Linked DNA regions of Sus scrofa: region 2 is linked to region 1. A link is a contact called in public Hi-C data. All regions are on one chromosome and are shown on one strand. Each heading gives the region's core, a stretch centred on a gene start, on an enhancer-like site or on the middle of the called end of the contact. The rest is flanking DNA. Distances are from core to core; before and after follow the strand shown. Region 1 overlaps LOC100737821. Region 2 overlaps LOC100737821.

What was found. Hi-C and Micro-C count contacts between places; a contact is called where the count stands out from the background.
Region 2: a Hi-C map of fibroblasts shows a contact between it and region 1, with 1.7 times the contacts expected there. The contact joins two enhancer-like sites. A contact is called at or near these places in 2 of 47 Hi-C or Micro-C datasets (embryonic fibroblasts and fibroblasts).

Annotation. Positions count from the first base shown.
Region 1 is chr2:28,536,521-28,543,142 of Sscrofa11.1, reverse strand. All of the region lies in intron 1 of LOC100737821, which reads right to left. Among named protein-coding and RNA genes, the nearest start is that of WT1, 130 kb to the right of the region's middle. Within about 2 kb of position 3,377, at least 9 of the 83 cell types and tissues checked have an H3K27ac peak or open chromatin away from gene starts, as enhancers often do. A contact at or near this core is called in embryonic fibroblasts, where this site is marked.
Region 2 is chr2:28,821,446-28,827,802 of Sscrofa11.1, reverse strand. LOC100737821 reads right to left here. Exons shown (of 11, transcript XM_021083225.1): 11 at 1-618. Among named protein-coding and RNA genes, the nearest start is that of RCN1, 110 kb to the right of the region's middle. Within about 2 kb of position 1,337, at least 5 of the 83 cell types and tissues checked have an H3K27ac peak or open chromatin away from gene starts, as enhancers often do. A contact at or near this core is called in embryonic fibroblasts, where this site is marked.

The sequences.
Region 1 (6,622 bases), core at 2,128-4,627:
TTATCAGTCATATGACCAATAGTATGGCAAGCTACTTAACTTCCCAAGGCCTTAGACTCCTCTTCTGTTTACTGTACCCTCTTGTGTGATACCGGTCACTTCTATTGTCTTAAGTCATTGCAAAGATCAAATGGAATGAGCTCCATAAAGTACTCAGCACAACACGTTAGCTATTATTATCATCACTGTTAACCAGTATGCTCTCCACTCATCTAGGACCCCAAACCGCACTCACCAAAAACACTGAACCCTTTGAAATCTTCCCTGTGTCTTTCTCTCCAGTTCTTGGTTTTTTCTAGTTTCCTCCCTCCCTAGCCTCTGTCTCCTTTAGGACCTAGAACCCACGTTTTAAGTGTGAACACTGAACAGACATTTCATTAATTTTTAAAGTGATTTTATTTTAAAAACTAAATTAGGAAAACTATGGAACAACACGGAAATCAAGAGAATACAAAATGAACCGGTATAATCAAACCCAGATATAAACATGGAAAAGGATCAAAGAAAACGTAGAATATATAAATGGAGACATTCTGAATGATTTTCCTTACACCTAGTGATTTCTGTCATTGGGATCAAGCAAGAAATTAAAAAAAAAAAGTCCATAGACTTAAGGGACCCTAGGAACAATTAAATAATACATGGGTGTGTGTTTTGATGGAGCAGGGCATATTTAGCTATAGAGCACAAAAAGGAAGTGCGAGACATAAAAATAGTACCAGTAACAGTAAAACTTCTTATCTCATTGATTCCATCCATGCATCATGGGTGTGTGACCTTCGAGGTGACACACGGTCTTATGCTTAGAAGGGCCAGCACTTGGTGTAATGCTCTGCTATCACCGTTTTGAAATTCTTAACTTTTAAACAAGAGGCCCCACATTTTCATTTTGCACTGTGCCCCACAAATTACATAACCAGTCCTGACTTCTTATGTACCCTATGAGACTGGCACTATTGTAATTCCAACTTAAAGATGAGAAAGCTGAGGCTTTATGAAGTTAAAGGACTTATCTAAAGTCACACAGCCAGCAAGGTTAAAGGACTTACTTAAAAGTCACACAGCCAGCAAGTGACAGGACTTGAACACAGGCTCCCTCCACAGAAGAATACAGAAAGAATTCAAAGAGGAAGACAGAGAGGGGGGAAGGGGAAAATAAAAAAAGGTCAAGTAAGTCAGGGAACTAGGATTTTATCACCTGGCTTGGGGCTGGTTCCTGACTGATCATGCAATCAAGGTCATGGGTTTAGGCTGAGAGTTAAGGCCACCCCAAGGAGGAGTCTACTCTAGAGCCCATTCCAGGCTCTATATCACCGGACTGCCTGAGTAGAACATGGAAAGGGTACAGACACCCATCAGCCCTTCTGGAAACACCATCTATAGTAAGGAAGGGCCAGCACTGTCTTCCTATTGAAAACTGGCCAACTCTTAGGAGGCTCCTTGGAAAACTAAAGCAGTCAAGGATGAGGATGAGCCTGTTACTTTGTTAAAATGAAACTTTAAAAACTATGCTTCCACACAAAGCTTTCTTAGCTTAGGCAGCGCAGAAAACTGCTGGTCTTTCCATGTCCTATAATTACTCCAGGAAGTCCCAGGGCTCTGCAGGCATCAAGGGCCCAATAGGAGGAGCTGCTGGACTCAATAATTCCTCACATTCTCCTCAGAGCCACCTTTTGGGCTTCCTTTTGCCTGACTCTGGAACAACCCAGGATCAGGAGGATCATCTTGTCAACATTAACAAAACACAGAGCCACACAACGTCTTAATGGTTCTTTCCAGGAAGTTTAGTGGCTGTGATTCTTCCTTTAAATGGATCCTTAGACTTAGAGCACATTTCTAAAGAAAAAAAAAAACAAAAAGCAAAAAAACTTAGACATCAGGGAAACAGTCCCCAGATGAGTAATAAGAAAACAATCCCTCAGCTGCCATCAGTGGTTTCACTTTGGTTAAACGCATTTTATTCTGTTGTGTTTTTTTCCATTAAAGCCAGAGGGTGAGGCCACAGCCCTGTGTGGAGAAGGTTGTGAAGACTTCTCATGGTAATCAGTGGCAATGGGACAGATTTTCAAACAAGAAGCCAGAATGTAGGGCGCAAACCTAAAGCAGAGAAGAAACTCCTGTCCCTCCTTGGGATCCTCTCGTCATATCCAGATCTGCCTCCTTCCCTGCGTTGAGAGAGACACCTTCTGCCATAGGAGGCAGCCAGGAGCTGAAGGCAGAATAGTATCCAGGTTTCCAAATACCCCGGTTCTCCAGAGCAGGTTTTTTTGTTTGTTTGCTTTTTACGGCTGCATCCGAGGCATACGGAAGGAAGTTCCCAGGCTAGGGGTCAAATCAGCTGTAGCTGCCGGCAACAGCCACAGCCACAGCAACACAGGATCCCAGCCGGGTCTGCAACTTACACCACAGCTCACGGCAATGCCCGATCCTTAACTCACTGAGTGAGGCCAGGAATCAAACCTGCGTCCTCATGGATGCTCGTCAGGCTCATTAACTACTGAGCCATGACAGGAACTCCCAGAACAGGTTTTTAATGTACAGATTCTATGACCTACTTAAGGGCAAGTGAATTGGAATTTTGAGGAATGGCCCCAGATCGTTTTGTATTCGTTTTTGTTTTTTTAATTCATCTGTTTTACATTTCCCAAGTGATTCTTCTATGCCCAGACCACAGTGATCCACAGACTAGTTTTTAGAACCACTGGTTTCCCCCCCCTTTTTTTTTTCCCTGTTGCTAAGTTTATTCCCTTCCATTATCCCTTCTGACCTTAAGATGTGTATCCACCCATCCTCCTCACAAAGCAGAGGTAAAGGCGGACAACGCCCCATCACAGGAAAGAATGGGATCAAGACTTAGCAACCATGAGGCTGACTTCTTCTTCAACCAGAGTAGTTCTGCATTTATCTGTTATAAATACTGCACTTCCATGTACATTCATCTGAAGGAACAGTTCCACTGCAGGGGGAAAAAGGTTGAAAAATATTGCCTTTTATAGAACCATAATATAACCCAAAACACATTTCATCTTCAGATCCATGTTAACATTTGAGGCAAATACAGTTTCGTGGGCTACCTCAAAAACCTAAATATCATTTACAGCATGGATCCTGTAGGAAAAACATCCCATGAGTCTGAATTCAAGATGGCAAAAACACATCTCTCTCCCCACTAGCAACTTTCCACTGGTTAAGCAGCCAGATGGGACTTGTTATCGCCCCTGAATACCCTCAACCCCATCCCCAGGACTAAAATGAGTCCTGGCTTGGAATAAAGAAAACTCTCCCTGAAGCCAGAAGGGAATCCCTAGTCCTTCCCTTCTTGACTTAACCACCCCCTGCTGTGGCCACAAAGGCTAGAGGTTGTCCAATGGAAAGGGACAGCACCGGCACACAAGGGCACACCAGTTCTCTCTGGGGCTCAGGAAATTCTGCTCACCAGACCCCTTGCTATACCTATTAGTGTTCCCAATAAATATTTGATGTGCAAAGAGGAAGCTACAGAGCCACTGCCATTGGAGTATGTTAGACCTCCCGCTTTGAACTGCTTTGAGGAGTTAGCTATGAATCATCCCCATGCTCCCCGGGGAGGAGCAGCATTTGTGGACTTAGCCCTGAACATGGGTTAAAGCAGATCCATGTGGTGACCTTATTCTTAGCATCATGACTACAATATCCCAACCAGACAAGGCCAAAAAACCACCATGGTAAGAATTAAGGCACTGCTAACTACTTCATTTGCCAGGCTCATATTTCTCTCTTCCTTAACCTCTGTCTAACAAAACCACATTCTAGCGACTGCTGACTCCGCATAAGGAGCCAAAAGTCCTGTCTGTTCCTGATGCTAATGAATGAGTTTGAATCAATAAAAAAAATTAATTCATAATAGTTCCATCTTAACTGAAAACAAATCAATCCTAAGTGTAAATAACCACATTATACCGCATGTGTCCTGGAGGGAATAAATTTATTTAAATTTCTCAACCGGCAGCACTAACAGCTCCAGTAATGACCTATAGGAGGTAATGACCTAGTAATAGGTACTGACCTATAACATTTGAAGGCTTACCTAGGATACCTGAAAGCCTCAACTGGGCTTGCTAAACTGTGTTAATTGATAACAAGAAGTTAGAATCACACATTTCCTCACATATTCAGGAGCAAAGCTCGAAACCAGTCCTCCTAATTACAAAGGACAATGCCTTAAGCATTCCAGTTAACTAAGAGCTTGTCTTATGATTGCATTTGTAACACTAAAAGCTTTTGTTCATTCATATATCAAATAATAATGGCAGCCAAATGTCAGGCACTGTTCCTGGCTTCTTTTCTAACCACCCGTCCCTAAATTCCACCTTCCAAAATACTGGGTTGCTCAGAATGCCCAGAAAATGCTCTGCTCTGTCCAGGCCTACACATGCTGTTCCCTCTGCCTGGAATGCCCTTCCCCAGGAGAGTATACACACATACACACACACATACACACTCTCTCCCACCTCTGCCTTCATCAGCTTCCAGCACTAATATTTCACTCTCCTTCACTCAGTTCAAAGGCCACTTCTTCCAGGAAGCCCTCCCCAACCCCCTATAGTAATATGAGCTGCCCTAACTTTGTCTCACTGCAAAATGGAGCCTATTTACGTGTATCTCTCTTCCAGTGAGCTTTGCAGAGCAGGAACCATGGCACTGAGAAGAGGTTCTTTTTAGTGGTTACCTAAGCCCTGGAACTAACTCCTTGAATTCTAATCCCAGTTCTCTCTCTTAATCATGGCATTTGTGTATACTAACAATGAAATATTAGAAAAGGAATACAAAAATACAATATCTTTTAAAATTGCACCCCAAAAAATCAAATACCTGGGAATACACTGACCAAGGAGGTAAAGGACTTACATGCTGAGAACTATAAAACACTAATCAAGGAAATTAAAGAAGACATAAAGAAATGGAAAGATATTCCATGTTCCTTGATTGGAAAAATTAATATTGTAAAAATGGTCATACTACCCAAAGCAATCTACAGATTCAATGCAATCCCTATCAAATTACCCATGACATTTTTCACAGAACTAGAACAAACAATCCAAAAATTTATATGGAACCACAAAAGACCCAGAATCGCCAAAGCAATCCTGAGAAACAAAAACTAAGCAGGAGGTATAACTCTTCCAAACTTCAAGCAGTATTACAAAGCCACCATCATCAAAACAGTGTGGTACTGGTACCAAAACAAACATACAGACCAAAGGAACAGAACAGAGAACCCAGAAATAAATCCTGACACCTATGGTCAACTAATTTTTGACAAAGGAGGCAAGAGCATAAAATGGGAAAAAGAAAGTCTATTCAGCAAGAATTGCTGGGAAAACTGGACAGCTGCATGCAAATCAATGAAACTAGAACACACCCTCACACCATGCACAAAAATAAACTCAAAATGGCTGAAAGACTTAAATACACGACAGGACACCATCAAACTCCTAGAAGAAAACATAGGCAAAACACTCTCTGACATCAACCTCATGAATATTTTCTCAGGTCAGTCTCCCAAAGCAACAGAAATAAGAGCAAAAATAAACCCATGGGACCTCATCAAACTGACAAGCTTTTGCACAGCAAAGGAAACCAAAAAGAAAACAAAAAGACAACTTACAGAATGGCAGAAAATAATGTCAAATGAGGCAACTGACAAGGGCTTAATCTCTAGAATATACAAGCAATTTATACAACTGAACAGCAAAAAAGCCAACCCAATGGAAAAATGGGCAAAAGACCTGGATAGACAGTTCTCCAAGGAAGAGATACAGATGGCCAACAAGCACATGAAAAAATGCTCAACATCCCTGATTATTAGAGAAATGCAAATCAAAACTACCATGAGATACCACCTCACACCAATAAGAATGGTCATCACTAATAAGTCCACATATAACAAGTGCTGGAGGGGGTGTGGAGAAAAAGGAACCCTCCTGCACTCTTGGTGGGAATGTAAGCTGGTACGGCAACTATGGAGAACAGTATGGAGATACCTTAGAAATCTATACATAGAACTACCATATGACCCAGCAAAACCACTCCTGGGCATATATCCAGACAAAACTTTCCTTTAAAAAGACACATGTACCTGCATGTTCATTGCAGCACTATTCACAATAGCCAAGACATGGAAACAACCCAAATGTCCATTGACAGATGATTGGATTAGGAAGATGTGGTATACGTACACAATGGAATACTACTCAGCCATAAAAAAGAATGACATAATGCCATTTGCAGCAACATGGATGGAACTAGAGACTCTCATCCTGAGTGAGGTAAGTCAGAAAGAGAAAGACAAATACCATATGATATCACTTATAACTGGAATCTAATATACAGCACAAATGAACCTTTCCACAGAAAAGAAAACCATGGACTTGGAGAATAGACTTGTGGCTGCCTGGGGGGAGAGGGAGGGGGTGGGAGGGATCGGGAGCTTGTGGTTAACAGATGCAAACTATTGCTCTTGGAATGGATTAACAATGAGATCCTGCTACATAGCATAGAGAACTATGTCTAGATACTTACATCGCAACACAACAACGGGAGAAAAAATTATGTATGCGTGTATGTATAACTTGGTCTCCAT
Region 2 (6,357 bases), core at 88-2,587, 290 kb before region 1:
ATGTGCACGAAGGGGATTTTGCAAGTGGAAATGTTGCCTTATTGCTGCCGGCCACGGAGGAAGAAACAGTGGAGGAGTTCAGGGACAGAAAGGGCCACCGCTAGAGGACGCTGGAGAGCTCATGTAACTTCTGAATGAGACCCCACAGGATAAAGGGGATACAAGGAAGAGAAAGAAACTACCTTCTTGCCGAGGAAAGAATCTGTGAGCCAAGCATTCACCTCCAAGCTTCACTGCTGGTCTGGAGGGAACATGATTCAAGGTGCCAAACCCTTAGCAGAGAAGACTAGTCAGAAGCTAACGCGTTTCACTCTCTGGAGGAGAGGAAGCGCCAGACTAGGGATCTCCTGGGCATTTTCTCTCCCTCCAGTGCTTTAAATGAATTTGTAGTTTATTATCCACAACAGAATCAAATATATTTTAAAAAGAGTCATGCATTGGGAGTTCCCATCGTGGCGCAGTGGTTAACAAACTTGACTGGGAACCATGAGGTTGCGGGTTCAATCCCTGGCCTTGCTCAGCGGGTTAAGAATCTGGCATTGCTGTGAGCTGTGGTGTGGGTCGCAGACACGGCTCAGATCCCACGGTGCTGTGGCGCTGGCATAGGCTGGAGCAGCCCTAGAAAAGGCAAAAAGACAAAAAAAAAAAAAAGAAAAGAAAAAAGGAGTCATGCATTGCATGTCCTCAGATAGGAAGTTTCCTCTGAAATGCAAAAGTCCTTTTCCCCAGGGAAACTGTCAAAGGTACATACATATGAAAATACTTTGTTCAGTTTCAAAAGGCTCATAGATGTCTAAAACCCACCTTGAACTACATAAGGGTAGATCTGCAGCCCCAAAAGACTGAGCCTGCCCAGCTGATTCAGTCCACAGACAGGTATAGTATCAATGCAGGTTCAAACATCTCTTACAACAGCTCCCAGGTTCCCCAGAAGTTTATAATTCACTTTTGGGAACCCTAGCTCTGGTGGCCTCTAAATCCTTGTTAGCTCCATAAAATCCACAATTCTTAGTTCACAGGTCTAGAGGACTCAGCTTCCCCCAAAATAACACATCTACCCAGGGCTGAGAAAAGGAAATCCTTGGGGAAACAAACAAACAAACAAAAAAAACCAACCCCCCCAAAAACAGAAAAACATATTATGCCTGTCCTGATATTAGAAAGGACAGGGTGGGAGACGGGTATCCTTGCTTGAGATTGGTGGATGTAAGCTTCCTTTTCAACCCTATCTGTTCATGTTTTCGAAGCTGAGATTTCCCTCTCCGGGTGAGGTGATGGCATCGGGTTCTGAATCAGCTCGTCCACGCCTGCCTTCTTCCTGTGAGCCTCACTGCAGACTTCTTTCGTGCTTCCCATGAACACACTTAATTGGCCATGTGTCAGCTCGGTTGCTGAGCTGATCTAAGTCATGATGAATCTTTCCTGCTCTTTGCCCCTGGCCCCAGCTTGCCACATGATTCTGTATCATCAGCACTCACCATGAATTTACATTTGTTCTTTTTTTTCTGGGTCATTTATAAAGCTAGAGGCAGAAAAAGCCCAAGATACTGATTTGGAGAAACTGTGTTTTAACCTTTCCACTTCACTCCTGAATATTCATGACAGCAGCAGACACATATTCATGGGATTTGTGGATGGAAAAGGGGGTCACGGTCCAGAGGTACTTTGCAGAGAGATTTGGCGATTGGCTGGGGAAGGTGCCTGGAGACAGAGATGGGGGCTCTGATGACTGTTGGCTGAGCAACCACTGCAGGGTAATTCCAACAGCTAGGAAGGTGGGAATCGGGTGGACAAAGAGGACAGTTCATGAGTTCGGTTTCGAAAATGCTGATTTCTGGGAAGTGGGTAGAGACACCAGGAAGAAGGTGGATAAACAGGTCTGCAGCTCGAAAGCGAGGTCTGGCCTGGAGATACCCATTCAGGAGTCATCCGCTTGTAGCTATGACTTGGGAGTGAAAGAACTTAGCCAGAGTGTTGCAGCTGGCGCTATGGATGCAGACAATGTGGTATCTTCATCCTTTCCAGGAGGCTGTGGAGTGACTGAGACACGTACTTTCACAACCCCCATGAGCAAGCAGCCTGTTTCTATTCTGTGATATGTGTATGGGGCGGGGAGGGCATATACTTCTGCATCTCTTTGTATTCCCTCCAAGGGAAAATCCATTATGCAAAACATTATCAAGCAACGCAGATTAACCAAGTGTCGCTGGAGAACTACAAGAGGGGCTACACACGCCCCTTCCAGCAAAGCTGTCCAAACATCTTCACTGGATGTATGTGGTCCTTCTCCATCACCCCCTCTCCCACCATCATGAGCAGCCTCTCTCCACTGCCACCCTTCCATCACGAAGTGCTCACATGCTCCTTTATTGACCTAAACACTTTGGCTCTGGCTCCTAATTTGCACAGCCCTCTCAGTAAAACAAAATTCCTGCCGTTAACCAGACCCACCTCCTTAGAAGGAAGCATAACACCAATAGCATTGCTTGTGTGTGGGTGGGGGGGCGGGGGGGGAAGCTCCAATACCAGGTGTAGTGTGGGTTATGCTCAATCTCAGCACTAATGGCACTTTGGACCTGATCATTCTTTGTGGTGAGGGCCGTCCCATGCATTGTAGGATACTGAGCATCCCTGGCCATACCCCCCTGGAAGCTGGTAGTACAAACAGCCTTCTGCCCCTAGTGGTTTCTCAACTTCCTGGGATAAAATCCCAACTCCAACACTCACTAATTTTGTGCCTTTGGGTAAATTATCCAACCTCTATGTGCCTGGATTTTCTTATCTATAGAGTACTACTACTACTAAGAACAATAATAATATCTGCTTCCTAGGGTTCTAGTGAAAATTAAATGATTCAATACTTGCAAAAGACTCAGAAGAGGGAGTTCCCGTCGTGGCGCAGTGGTTGACGAATCCGACTAGGAACCACGAGGTTGTGGGTTCGGTCCCTGGCCTTGCTCAGTGGGTTAAGGATCCGGTGTTGCCGTGAGCTCTGGTGTAGGTTGCAGAAGCAGCTTGGATCCAGCATTGCTGTGGCTCTGGCATAGGCCGGTGGCTACAGCTCCGATTGGACCCCTAGCCTGGGAACCTCCATATGCTGCGGGAGCAACCCTAGAAAAGGCAAAAAGACAAAAAAAAAAAAAGAAAAAGAAAAAGACTCAGAAGAGGGTCTTCCATATAACAAAGTACTCAGTAAATGTTAGCCCTTGATACTATTCCAAAGGGCATACCAAATAATTCCTTCTGACCCTGGAGAACACTCTTCAAGAAGAGATCTGGTGAATATGATTTTCTTTTTCCAATGTGACTTAATAATTTTATTCTTAACCACCTCTGAGAGCCTCAGAACAAGTACATTCAGCCCCTGTCTTCACAAAAGGATTTAAGTTTTAATCCTGCTCAATGAACAAAGATCAGGGATTTGGGGGGCATCGGGTTGTTCCCTTGACTCTCATATCCCTGAGGGTGAGCACTTGTACTTAAATGAAAATAACTTGAATGAGAGTTCCCGCAGGGGTGTAGCAGAAACGAATCTGACTAGTATCCATGAGGATGTGGGTTCGATCCCTGGCCTTGCCAGAGGGTTAGGGATCCTGCATTGCTGTGCGCTGTGGTGTAGGTCACAGACGCAGCTAGGATCCCGAGTTGCTGTGGCTGTGGTGTGGGTTGGCAACTGCAGCTCCATTTCAACCGCTAGCCTGGGGATTTCCATATGCTATGGGTGCAGCCCTAAAACGCAAAAAGAAAAAGGAAAAGAAAAAGAAAATAGCTTGACTAGCCATCCTATGTGCAAGAGGAAAGCCAGTGTCCTTCCCTGCCCTCTGGGAATGCATGTATTCTGTCTCTATTGGATGACTTGGCTGCATTGAAGTCTTGGCCTGCTTACCTGGCCCGTTTCACCTGTTCCCTTACCTCTGTGTCTCACACTAGAGGTGGTTGGTCCTTTCCTTTGATATTCCCAGCAGGGAGTGGTGTGGGAGGGAGTTTTTACTGGTGATTCAGCTGTCATGAACAGCAAACCATGTAAAGCTGAATGGTAGCCTTTCCTGTGTTTCAAAGCCTCTTAGTGGTGCCCATCCCCGGGAGAGTCTCCCTGGCTCTCTCCTGCTCCAGGTCCCATCCCCCTTTCACCTCCAGAATCCCCTCTTTCTGCCTCCTCCTCTCACCTCTTTCCCAGTTTCTCTTTATTCCTGGGCTCCTCACCTCCTTCCTCAAAATTCTTTCTTTATTCTAGGAGTTCCTGTCATGGCTCAGTGGTTAACGAATCCGACTAGGAACCATGAGGTTGCAGGTTCGATCCCTAGCCTCGCTCAGTGGGTTAAAGATCTGGCATTGCTGTGAGCTGTGGTGTAGGTCACAGATGTGGCCCGGATCCTGCATTGCTGTGGCTGTGGTTACAACTCTGATTAGACCCCTAGTCTGGGAACCTCCATATGCGGTCCCAAAAAGACCAAAAAAAAAAAAAAATTCTTTCTTTATTCTGCAAAGCAATTTGTTCTTTTTGTTTCATTCTTGCACCATCAGGAAGGAACCATAAAAAAAGATCTTTTCACAAAACAGCTCTTTACGGAGCTTAAGTTTTAAAAGACAGTTATTTCCTGAAGAATTCCTCAACCAGCCATTGAAAATGGCTTTCTCCTCTGGACTTCACACCTTCATATGACATTATAGACCACACAGCCCCATCCCACCACTACCCTGTTACACTAGCGATTGCCATTTTTATAGATTCCTTTCTAGTCTTTTGCTTGCCTTTTTTTTTTTTTTTGCTTTTTAGGGCAGAACCCACGGCATGTGGAAGTTCCCAGGCTAGGGGTCAAATCAGAGCTATAGCTGCAAGCTTACATCACAGCCACAGCAACGCAGGATCCAAGCCACATCTGCAACCTACACTACAGCTCATGGCAATGCTGGATCCCCAACCCACTGAGCGAGGCCAGGGATCAAACACAAGTCCTCATGGATACTAATCAGATTCGTTTCTACTAAGCCATAATGAGAACTCCTGCTTAAGAACATATATATATATATGAGTTCCCATTGTGGTGCAGTGGAAACGAATCCGACTAGGAACCATGAGGTTGCAGGTTCGAGCCCTGGCTTCGTTCAGTGAGTTAAAGATCTGGCATTGCCGTGAAGCTGTGGTGTAGGTTGCAGACGAAGCTAGGACCCCACGTTGCTGTGGCTGTGGTGTAGGCTAGCGGCTACAGCTCCGATTAGACTCCTAGCCTGGGAACCTCCATATGATGAGGTTGTGGCCCTGAAAAGCCAAAAAACAAAACAAAAAAAGCCTAAAAAACAAAAAACAAAAACAAATAACAAAACAAAATAAAGAATGTGTATATATATATATATGTGACTGGGTCACTTTGCCATATAGTAGAAATTGACAGAACACTGTAAATCAACTATAATGGAAAAAATAAAAATCATTAATAAAATACAATAAAATAAAAATCCATGTATCGACATAAAATTTACATGTAATACATGCTTCCATGTTAAGTGTGCAGGTGATGAGTTTTGATGAAAGTATACGCCCAGGGATACATCACCAGAGTCAAGACGTAAACATTTACATTACCCTCCAGAAGATCCCTGGTGCCCTGTTGCCGTCAGTCTAACACCCCAGCCCCCGGTGACCACTGATTTGCTTTCTGTCACTATAGATTAGTTTGCCTGTTCTAGAATTTTATATAAATTGAATCATCCAGCAGGAACTCTTTTGTCTCACTTCTTTAAGTTTCGCAATGTTTTTGAGAGCCAGCCATCTATGTGTATCAGTTGTTCCTCCCTTATTATTGCTGAGTCATCTCTGTTGTGTGGCTATATCAACATTTTTTGATATTTTATTATTTTTAAAATTTATTTTAAATTAAGGTATAGTTGATTTACAATGTTGTGCCAATTTCTGCTGTACAGCAAAGTGACACAGTCATGCAAATATATATATACACATACACATTCCTTTTCTTTTTCTTTTCTTTTCTGTCTTTTTAGGGACGAACCCTCAGCATAAGGAGGTTCCCAGACAAGGGGTCTAATCAGAGCTGTAGCCGCCGGCCTACACCACAGCCACAGCAATGAAGGATCCGAGCCACATCTGCGACCTACACCACAGTTCACAGCAATGTCAGATCCTTAACCCACTGAGCGAGGCTAGGGATCCATCCTGCCTCATGGATGCTAGTCAGATTTGTTTCCACTGAGCCACACTGGGAACTCCCCTTTTCTCATATTATCTTCCACCATGGCCTCTCCCAAGAGATTAGAGATACATCGAATTTTATTTAGTCATCTGTCTGTCATTAGACATTTTCTGGTGCTTTTTTCCATATGCATGTTTGATTTAATTGT